Regions from separate parts of the Sus scrofa genome. Here region 1 is linked to region 2. Evidence: chromatin contacts called from public Hi-C data. All regions are on one chromosome and are shown on one strand. Each heading gives the region's core, a stretch centred on a gene start, on an enhancer-like site or on the middle of the called end of the contact. The rest is flanking DNA. Distances are from core to core; before and after follow the strand shown. Region 1 has its middle 64 kb from the start of NF1. Region 2 has its middle 18 kb from the start of KSR1.

Region 1 (5,432 bases), core at 780-3,279, 91 kb after region 2:
CTCGGAGCCCGGTTCGTCCTCCCTGGCTGCCCCACAGGTGTATGATGGTGGGAGAGATGGGCAGAGGCCCTGTTTGGGGGTGCTCGTCAGAGCAGGAGAAAAATAGTCATGACAATCAGCAAATGGAGTGCTGCAGTAAGGAAAATTAAGTGCTATATTAGATAAGAAATAAAGGCCCAGGGAGCTCCCTTGTAGTGCAGGGGGTTAAGGATCCGGCCTTATCAAAAGCTGAGGCTTGGGTCATTGCTATAGCACAGGTTCGATCCCTGGCCCTGAAACTTCCACAAGTCTTGGGCACAGCCAAAAACAAACAAACAAATAGAGGCCCAGAGGCCAAGGGTGGAGTATCTGCAGGAAGCACTCACGGCTGAGCAGGGAGCTGGACGCCCATCACAAACCTTGGCTTTTGGGTAAGGCTTGGGAGGGGGAAAGGCCACAAACAGTCCCTGTTCATAGGGAGGCAGTGTCTGGCTGTTGTTGATGGGCTGGCAGGAGGTGTGATGGGCATTGGGCATCTAGTTGCCTCTGCTGCACCTCTGAGGTGCCAAGACGGGGGTGGGGTGGCCATCAGGGGGCCAGGGGGCCAGGTCAGGGTCTGTCAGCTGCAGAGGCTGCAGTCCTCAACAAGACATCCAACCTAGTCTGGGATAGTCAAGATCAAAGGTTTAGAAGAAGGCCTGGTGCGTTTCTTCCCTGTTTGTTTTTCTTTAAAGACATAATACCTCACAAATAATGTAGGAGGACCGCAGCTTCTGCCGGATGATCACATGGTATGTGTCAGGTGCTTTGCTAAACTCTTCACATGTGTTATCTCATTCAATCCTCACAAGGATCTCCGAAGGCTTTATCACTGTCTTCACTTTAGAGATAAGTTGACCGAGGACTTTATCTCTAGGGACGTTAAGTAACTTTACCAAGGTTCAAAGGTAGGTCTGTCTTACCCAGAGCTTAAATTTTTAACCACCAAATTCTGCATATACTACATTTTCTTTGAATAGCTGGGATGGGTTCGACCTGGCCTCAGGGCTTTCTTAAATTCTCAATTCCTTCACCTCAGTACACGTTTAAACCAGCCCTCCAGTGTCTGCCTAAAAAACAAGGCTTATCTTATTTTTTTCTCTTTTTAAAATTTTTATTTTATTTTTTATTTATTTATTTTTAATGCTTATCTTAGTTAAATATGTATCAGAAGTCTCTGTCTCTGTAGGGGTGTATTTTGCAAATAATTTTTCTTTTCTTTTTTTTTTTTTTTTGGTCTTTTGCCTTTTCTAGGGCTGCACCGGTGGCATATGGAGGTTCCCAGGCTAGGGAGCTAATCGGAGCTGTAGCCACTGGCCTACACCACAGCCACAGCAACACCAGATTGCAGCCATGTCTTCGACCTATACCACTGCTCACGGCAACGCCAGATCCTTCACCCACTGAGTGAGGCCAGGGATGGAACCTGCAACCTCATGGTTCCTAGTCGATTCGTTAACCACTGTGCCACAACGGGAACTCCCATGTATCTTTTTTTAAAATTTTTTTTAATTTTTAAAATGTACTTATTTTTATTACTCAATGAATTTATTACATTTGTAGTTGTAGAAATGTTAATCTAATCCCACTGTGACAAGAATTTTTCAAATTTGAACTGAGAGGTGATTGATGCATTGACTAATCTTATTGTGGTAATCATTTCTTGCAATATACGTATCAGTTTATTGAGTTGTTCATTTTAAACTAACACAATGTTTTCTGTCAGTTATATCTTAGCGAAGCTGGAGGAGAAGCTCCAGCTGTGGTGCAGTGGGTTAATGATCTGGCTTGTCTCTGTGGAGGCTCCGGTTCAATCCCTGGACCAGCGTCTTGGGTTAAGGATCCAACATTGCCACAGCTGCAGCCTAGGTCACAGCTCTGGCTTGGCTTCAATCCCTAGCCCAGGGAACTTCCACATGCCTCAGGTGCGGTCAAAAAGAAAAACTAGAAGAAAAGCTGAGGGGGACAAAGAGTTTTGCTGAGGTAAATATTTTTTAAAATAAATAGGTCATTAAGTAGGGTTAGGAATGCTTTGTTACGAAAAAAGATTTTTGATGAAATGGAAATTTTTTTCTTTTTCGGATCATTAACCCACTGCATCACAGCAGGAACTCTGAAATGGAATTTTCTGTAGCAAGTTTACTATTTATATTGACTCTAAGTATAAGGCTGCTCCTAGCCCCATGTGTCACCTTCTGTCAGGCAATTTACCTTTGCTCACCATTTGGGAAATGGTTTTATATTAACAAAGAGGCCCAGGGAGATCCCATGATGGCACGGTGGTCAACAAACCCGACTAGGAACCATGAGGTTGTAGGTTCGATTCCCTGGCCTTGCTCAGTGGGTCAAGGATCTGGCGTTGCCATGAGCTGTGGTCTAGGTCGAAGACACAGCTCGGATCCCACGTTGCTGTGGCTGTGGTGTAGGCTGGTGGCTACAGCTCTGATTTGCCCCCTAGCCTGGGAACCTCCATATACCACGGGTGCAGCCCTAGAAAAGCCAAAAAATAAAACAAAGAGGCCAAAGTAGACAGTGTACCTCTGCTTTAATCTTTCAAGAAACACACCTGCCTTCATGCCTGGCACAACCTTAAAAATCAGGTAAGTAACATAGAAAATAGGGACTCCCATAAAACTATTCACACTAGTGACAGGGATTGATGGAGACCTCTGAGCTTTTAGTGACTTCTTCTGTCCTCTGCTGGACACAGTTGGGATTGCATGGCCCTTAGGCTTTTTACAGAGTTGAAGAAGTACAGTATTTCATCCGAACTTTCTCTCTCTACTTTTTTTTTTTTTTTTGGTCTTTTTTTAGGGCTGCACCCTGGGTATATAGAAGTTCTCAGGCTAGTGGTCAAATTGGAGCTGTAGCTGTCAGCCTACACCACAGCCACAGCAACGTGTGATTCAAGCTGCATCTGTGACCTAAAACTGCAGTTCGCGGCAACATTGGATCCTTAACCCAATGATCAAGGTCAGGGATCAAACCAATGTCCTCATGAATTCTAGTTTCTAGTAGGGTTCATTCCCAAAACCTCTCATTTTTCTTTCCTTTTTCTTTTCTTTTTTTTTAGGGCCACACCCACAGCATGCGGAAGTTCCCAGGCTAGGGGTCAAATCAGAGCTATAGCTACTGGCCTACACCACAGCCACAGCAACACTGGATCCCAGCTGCATCTGTGACCTGTAACACAGCTCACAGCAATGCCAGGTCCTTAACCCACTGAGTGAGGCCAGGGATAGAACCCGCATCCCCATGCATACTATTCAGATTCGTTTCCCCTACACCACAATGAGAACTCCTACCTCTCATTTTTTTTTTATTTTTTTTTTTTTTTGTCTTTTCTAGGGCCGCTCCTGAGGCATATGGAAGTTCCCAGGCTAGGGGTCTAATCCGAGCTATACCGCTGGCCTACGCCAGAGCCACAGCAATGCCAGATCCAAGCCGTGTCTGCAAACTACACCACAGCTCATGGCAACACCGGATCCTTGACCCACTGAGCAAGGCCAGGGATCGAACCCACAACCTCATGGTTCCTAGTAGGATTCGTTAGCCACTGAGCCACAACGGGAACTCTCTTACCTCTCATTTTTGAGAGAAAGAAAGTAAGGCCCAGAGTTCTCATTAGGAACCCGACTGGTACCCATGAGGATGCAGGTTTGATCCCCGGCCTCGATCAGTGGTTAAGGATCCAGCTGTGGTGTAGTTCACAGACCCTGCATTGCTGTGGCTGTGGTGTAGGCCAGCAGCTGCAGCTCTGATTCAACCCCTAAAATGAGAACCTCCATATGCCTCAGGTGCAGCCCTAAAAAGCCAAAAAAGAGGAAAAGAAAAAGAAAAGAAAGTCCCAGTGGGTTTATGTGACTTATCCAAGGTTATTCAATTACATAGTGGCATGTTCAAGACCAGCACTAGAAGAATATAATCTCGTTTAATGATAAAACGCAGATGAGCCAACATTGGTGAACTCCATCAGGATGAATACTCTTGGGATTATATAAAGAGAATTATCTTTTTTTTTTTTTTTTTTTTTTGTCTTTTTGCCATTTCTTTGGGCCACTCCCATGGCATATGGAGGTTCCAGGCTAGGGGTCTAATCAGAGCTGTAGCCACCGGCCTACGCCAGAGCCACAGCAACGCGGATCCGAGCCGCGTCTGCAACCCACACCACAGCTCACGGCAATGCCAGATCCTTTAACCCACTGAGCAAGGGCAGGGATCGAACCCGAAACCTCATGATTCCTAGTCGGATTCGTTAACCACTGCGCTGTGACGGGAACTCCAAGAGAATTATCTTTAGAAATGGTAACAACTGGCACAGACAAAGTGGTCGATAACCAAGAATTAAAAATTAGGATTGTTTGAGGTCATAATAATTTCATGTCCCCTAACCCATAACCCCGCAATTATCCTTAGTCACTATTTGATGATCTTTGTGGAGTAATAGAGAAGAGATTCAGATAATTCACTTTCACAAAAGTTCTTAGTTTCAAATTCTTTCTTTTTGCCGCACCCTCTGCAGAAGGAAGTTCTGGGCCAGGGATTGAATCCAAGCTGCAGCTACGACCTTTGCCACAGCTGTTCAGGCTGGGATCAACCCAAACCTCCACAGCGACCTGAGCCACTGCAGTCAGATCCTTAACCCACTGTGCCACAGTGGGAACTCCCGAAGATTCCTCTTCTTGATTTTGGTTTGTTAAAATTTGTATTCTCAGAGGAAATTTCAATTGACTGCAGGAAAGAAGACTGCCCTGTGTTAAAAGGACTGTTCCTTTTAGGAATGACTGGAGTTCCCGTCATGGCTCAATGGAAACGAATCTTACTAGCATCCATGAGGATGCAGGTTAGATCCCTGGTCTCGCTCAGTGGGTTAAGGAACGGGCATTGCCATGAACCGTGGTGTAGGTTGCAGTCGAGACTCAGACCTGATGTTGCTGTGGCTGTGGTGTATGCCAGCAGCTACAACTCCAATTCGACTCCTAGCCTGGGAACTTCCATATGCTGCAGGGGCAGGCCTTAAAAGACACACACACACACACACACACACACACACACACACACAGAACTGACTACACTTGTGTCCCAGCAAAGGCATTTGGGACTCAAAAGAGATGTCCAGAGGTTTCTGGTGCTTCTTCAGCCATGAGTTCCAGGTGTCCCCTTTGGGACACCTCTAGATTAGAAAGCTGTATGACCACAAATATAGTCAACTTATTCCACATTTTAAAAGACCCAGAAACAGCATTATCTAGATGAGTAGAGTATCATATTTAAAAGAACAAAAGCTTTGGAGCCATGCAGTTAGTGGCTTCCTACTAGCTATGTGAGTTTAGACAAGTTACTAACCTCTCTGAGCCTCAATGTCCTTGGCTATAAAACAAGAATCACAAGAATCAGAGAGCTATTTGAGAATA
Region 2 (5,077 bases), core at 567-3,066:
GGAGGAAGCCAAGGAATACGGGCGGTTTTGCCACAAAGACCAGGTAGTCGGAACTTCAAAAGATTGCTGTTGGAGTTTCCGTCATGGCTCAGCGGAAAACGAATCTGACTAGTATCCGTGAGGACTCAGGTTCGATCTCTGGCCTTGCTCAGTGGGTTAAGGATCAGCCGTTGCAGAGAGCTGTGGTGTAGGTCGCAGACGCGGCTAGTATCCCGCTTGGCTGTGGCTGTGGCCGTGGCCGTGGCCGTGGCTGTGGCCGGCAGCTACAGCTCCCATTAGACCCCTAGCCTGGAAACCTCCCCATGCCGTGGATGCAGCCCTAAAAAAAAAAAAAAAAAAAAAAAAAAGTTTGCTGTTAATTAAAGAAAGGAGTTTAGAGCTTTACTCTCTTTCCCTTCCTTTTCTTTTTAGCTAAAAAAAAAAAAACAAAGAAAAAAGGAAAATAAACACTTATATTGTGCGATATGCCGGGCCCCATTCTGGTCTTAGTTCTTCTAATTCTCATCACAACCCTCTGAGGATGTAAACTCCTATTATCTACATTTTACAGCCAAACTGAGGCACAGAGAGCCTCGGTTCCTGCCTGAGGTCCCACAGCTAGTTAGAGAGATCAGGGGTATCCACCCTGGCAGTTTGGCTGCAGGCTTTGCTGTCAGCCAGCTGGGTTGCTTCCAGTGATAAACTCAGCAAAAAAGGCCCTGAATAGCGATCATGCCTGTGGCCCATTATAGCAATTATGAGGTCTTTTTCCTTAGCTGTTTAATTTTGCAGGTTTGTTTTTGTCTGCTTTTTATTTTTTAAAATTTAATCTATTTATTTTTTAGGGCCACACCTGGGGCACATGGAAGTTCCCAGGCTAGGGGTCCAATTGGAGCTACAGCTGCCAGCCTCCACCACAGCCACAGCAATGCGGGATCCTTAACCCACTGAGTGAGGCCAGGGATTGAACCTGCATCCTCATGGATCCCAGTCGGGTTCATTAACCATTGACCCACGAAGGGAACTCCTGCTTTTTATTTTTATTTTTATTTTTTGCCATGCCCACAGCATGTTGAAGTTCCCCAGGCCAGGGATTGAACCCACATCACAGCAGTGACAACACCAGGTCCTTAACCACTAGGCCACCAGGGAGCTCCCTTGTCTGTTTTTTAGACTGGGATTTTTTGAGGGCAGGAGCTGTGTCTTGGTTTCCCCAGTGCCAGCATGGTCTGGCATATGGCAAATGCTGAAGACACACTGAGTGAGTGAATGAGTAAAAGAATCCAAGAAGGAAGGCAGGAATGAATGAATGAGTGTGTGGTTGACAGGTGCTGAGATAGAGGGAGGCACAGGATGTCAAGGAAGCCATGATGGACAGCCACTGCTTGGGCAGAGGCAGGAATCAGGCCTGACAGGGACTATCAGTCTCTTATTTTTTTGTCTTTTTAGGGCTGCACCGACGGCATATGGAGGTTCCCAGCTAAGAGTCAAATTGGAGCCACAGCTGCCAGCCTACACCACAGCCACAGCAACGCCAGAATGGAGCCTGGTTTGTGACCTACACCACAGCTCACGGCAATGCCGGATCTTTAACCCACTGAGTGAGGCCATGGATCAAACCCTTGTCCTCGTGAATAATAGTGGGGTTACCACTGAGCCATAACAGCAACTCCTATCAGTCTCTTCTGATAGTCCCTGCCCATAGCCTGAGTATCTGGGGCCGCAGCCTCCCCTCTTACTCCCACACCCCGACCCACAGACTCTCTGCCTTCCCCTCCAGTGAAAGGAGGCTCCTCCCTGGGCTCCAGGGCTTGTGTCTTGGGGGGCAGGCAGCCAAGTTCCACTTCTCTGCCTGTGGTCCCAACCCTCCCAGATCATCTGACTGCTCACTGGAGGCCCACAGTGGGGTGTGGCTGCGTTTAAGACCTTTGGCATTTCTTTTAGGAAAACAAAACAAAACTAAAGTAAAAACAAAGTTCCCGCTGTGGCAGGATGGGTTAAAGATCCAGCGCTGCTGCAGCTGGGACAAAGGTCACAGATGCGGCTCAGATTCAGTCCCTGGCCCAAGAAAGAAAGAAAGAAGGACGGAAGGAAGGGGAAAAAACCTAAAAACCAAACCGTCGCAGAACACACTAAAAAATTCTCTCATTTGCCTCCTGGGGGAAGGGGATGATCATAAACACCCAAGGTCCCTACTGCTGTGGACGTGTGCTCTTTTAGGCATAATAATAAAAGACTAGGCCCCACACTAAATGCTTTTGGGGCTTGCTCTCAATTAATCCCAATAATCCTGGGTTTAGGTACTACAATGAGTCTAATTTCACAGATTGGGAAAAGGAGGTTCAGAGAGGCTAAGGGACTTGCCCCAGGTTACACAACTACAGAGTACTTAATGCAAAGATTGCAAGTTATTTCTCGACTCTGAAGCTTATGATCTTATAGGTATCTAACCAGACTCTTCCTTGGCCTTGTCTGAGGATATGTCAATGTCCGTGGCCTTTCAGTAATTTTTTGTGCCAAAAACAGGCCAAAGTGAACCACTTTCTATAGAAAAGTCCCGGATGGACACTCCACATCTCTCTCTCTCTGCCCTCTCCCCTACGCCCTCAGTTGCAAAATGAGATACCATGCATGGGATCTTCTATGTTATTTCTGGGAGAAGGAATAGTATGCATTGTCATTTTTGTATTTTTTCCATATAGCTTGACTTTAAGAAATCATGAGCATTTATCTTTCAAAACAATGAAGTCATGAAGACATTACTTTAAAAATATGTGTGGAGGGAGTTCTTGTCGTGGCTCAGTGGTTAAAAAAACCCACCATTATCCACGAGGACTTGGGTTTGATCCCTGGCCTTGCTCAGTGGATTAAGGATCTGGTGTTGCCGTGAACTGTGGTGTAGGTCACAGACACAGCTCAGAGCTGCTGTGGCTGTGGCGTAGGCTGGCAGCTGTAGCTCCAATTCGACCCCCTAACCTGGCAAACTCCATACACCATGGGTGTGGCCCTAAAAAGACCAAAACATTTTTTTAATTAAAAATAAATATATGTGATTAACCTATTTTGCTCTGCCTGCCTGAAAGCTCAAAATTGAACTTTGTGCTCAATTGCATATTGAGTGTTTTTACCATTTCCCCCCACTCAGGGCCTGGAGTCAGAAAGCCTGGGTCTGAATCCTGACTCTGCCATTTACTATCAGTTTTGGTAAGTTAGTGAACCTCTCTATACTTTAGTTTCTTGATTTATAAAGGGGGGGGGGTGAGAATATCTGCTTCATTAGGTTATGGTGATTAAATTATACTGGTTACTCATCTAGGACAATGCTTGGATCATAGTAAAAGTCTATAAATGTTAGCTATTTTGCGATTTTATTAGATTTTCATTGACTGAATTTCATTGTCAAGCCATTTTTCAGGAAGGGCTCATGGATCCCTTCACTTCCCTATGTCTCACCCTTCAGTTACCATCTGTTTTTGGTGTCTTCTACTCCTGACATTTCTATAACACCCCATGGGACCTTTTAATTGTATATAAATTCCACTGTTTTGTGTTTCATCAAACCCTGGATGCCACTGATTGTAATCTGTACCATTAGTATGTCCACTTAAGAAAGAAAATTTTTGAAGACAGGATTGATTCTAAAATACATCCCACTTCCAGAGATGTTCGAAAGTGGAGGGATAGAAGTATAGTTTTTAATCCATGAATATGGTAAGAATGATCTGATCCTTTATTCTTGACTTGGGCGCTCCTTGGCTGGGAACTGTCTCTGTTCCTTCGGTGGCATCAGTATCAGTTGACTGGGTAACTCTTCCACCTGGCCCAGTGCCACCTTGGGTCAGTTCCAGGCAAGCCCATCTAAGCTTGTCCACACACACAGCTGGTGTAAAGGGCTTAGGTTTCCCCTGGATGTGGCAGTTTGTAACCTGACCTGATGTTCATCTTTAAAGCCAGTGGCTCTGAGGTCAGCTGACTTTCTCACCTTCAGTGACTGCTTTGGGGCTTCCTGCTTCAGCTTAAGTTGAATCGTTTGAGATAAGTTCCTAAGGAGAGTCATGTGGAGGGAAAAACAAATGGAATATCCAGTGTAATTTTCCCAGGCATTGGGCAAAGGACAGGGCTTAAGTCATTTTTTTTCTGTGTGGGTTTCAATCCCCAAATATTTGGAGTCATTCCTTCTAGTTACAAGATACAGTGAAAGGAGAAGTGTGTTGGGAAAGGTTGAACCTGACCTCAGGGCTAGCCCCGTGGCATGGGCAGACTCACAAAGGGACTAACTTGGGAGTCTGAGGTTGACTGAGTGCCTTTCCTAAAGTCTAGCACCCATTCAAGGCCATTTTGGAGAGAAACAGGACTCGAGACAGAGTAATTAGAAGTTAAGCCCTGGATGTTTTTTCTTAGCTCTATGACCTTGCAGAGTGAGTTGGTCTTTTTGAACCTCCACAACTATAATATAAAATGGGGATAATACTTCAAAATCCTTGGGAAGCACCAGGAATAGCAATGAGCACCACTGCCAGTGCTCAATAAATGGTAGTAAAACATGCTGAATGCCTGCCAGGTACCTGACGCTGCAGATACAAAATAAAAGCTTAACTCTACTCATGGAGGGGAGGCACTGTTACAGCTTTTTGTAAGTTCCCAGGCTTGGGGTCCAATCAGAGCTGCAGATGCCAGCCTATGCCACAGCCACAGACATGCAGAATCTGAGCCTCAACCTACACCGTAGCTCACAGCAACACCGGATCCTTAACCCACTAAGCGAGGCCAGGGATCAAACCCGTGTCCTCATGGATACTAGTCAGATCCTCTACCACTGAGCCACAAGGGGAATGCCCTGTTATAGCATTTTTAAATATCAAAGCTCCAGAAGCCACAGGCTGTTAAGCAGTTAGGCCAGAAATAATCCCAGTCTATCTTGAGATGCAGCCTTAGCCAGCATTTCCGCAAAGTCCTCTGGGCAGCCGGCCCTGGGGTGAGAAACTGGGTCAACCTGCTATATGAACATCCTCCTGATCTGAGGCCAAATGGGGCCAAGCCTAGAAGGCTGGGTCTTCGTCAGGTGTTGAACAGCGTGACCCGGTCTGAGGGAACTTCT

What was found. Hi-C and Micro-C count contacts between places; a contact is called where the count stands out from the background.
Region 1: a contact with region 2 is called in a Hi-C map of retroperitoneal adipose tissue, with 4 times the contacts expected there. The contact joins two enhancer-like sites. A contact is called at or near these places in 3 of 5 promoter capture datasets (fetal liver, fetal skeletal muscle and liver), 32 of 47 Hi-C or Micro-C datasets (adipocytes, adipose tissue, alveolar macrophages and 18 more) and 2 of 2 datasets of contacts at active chromatin or transcription factors (alveolar macrophages and skeletal muscle).

What each region holds. Positions count from the first base shown.
Region 1 is chr12:43,815,633-43,821,064 of Sscrofa11.1, reverse strand. No RefSeq gene overlaps it. Among named protein-coding and RNA genes, the nearest start is that of NF1, 64 kb to the right of the region's middle. Within about 2 kb of position 2,029, at least 17 of the 83 cell types and tissues checked have an H3K27ac peak or open chromatin away from gene starts, as enhancers often do. A contact at or near this core is called in adipose tissue, alveolar macrophages, mesenteric adipose tissue and 2 more, where this site is marked.
Region 2 is chr12:43,906,585-43,911,661 of Sscrofa11.1, reverse strand. No RefSeq gene overlaps it. Among named protein-coding and RNA genes, the nearest start is that of KSR1, 18 kb to the left of the region's middle. Within about 2 kb of position 1,816, at least 32 of the 83 cell types and tissues checked have an H3K27ac peak or open chromatin away from gene starts, as enhancers often do. A contact at or near this core is called in adipose tissue, alveolar macrophages, mesenteric adipose tissue and 2 more, where this site is marked.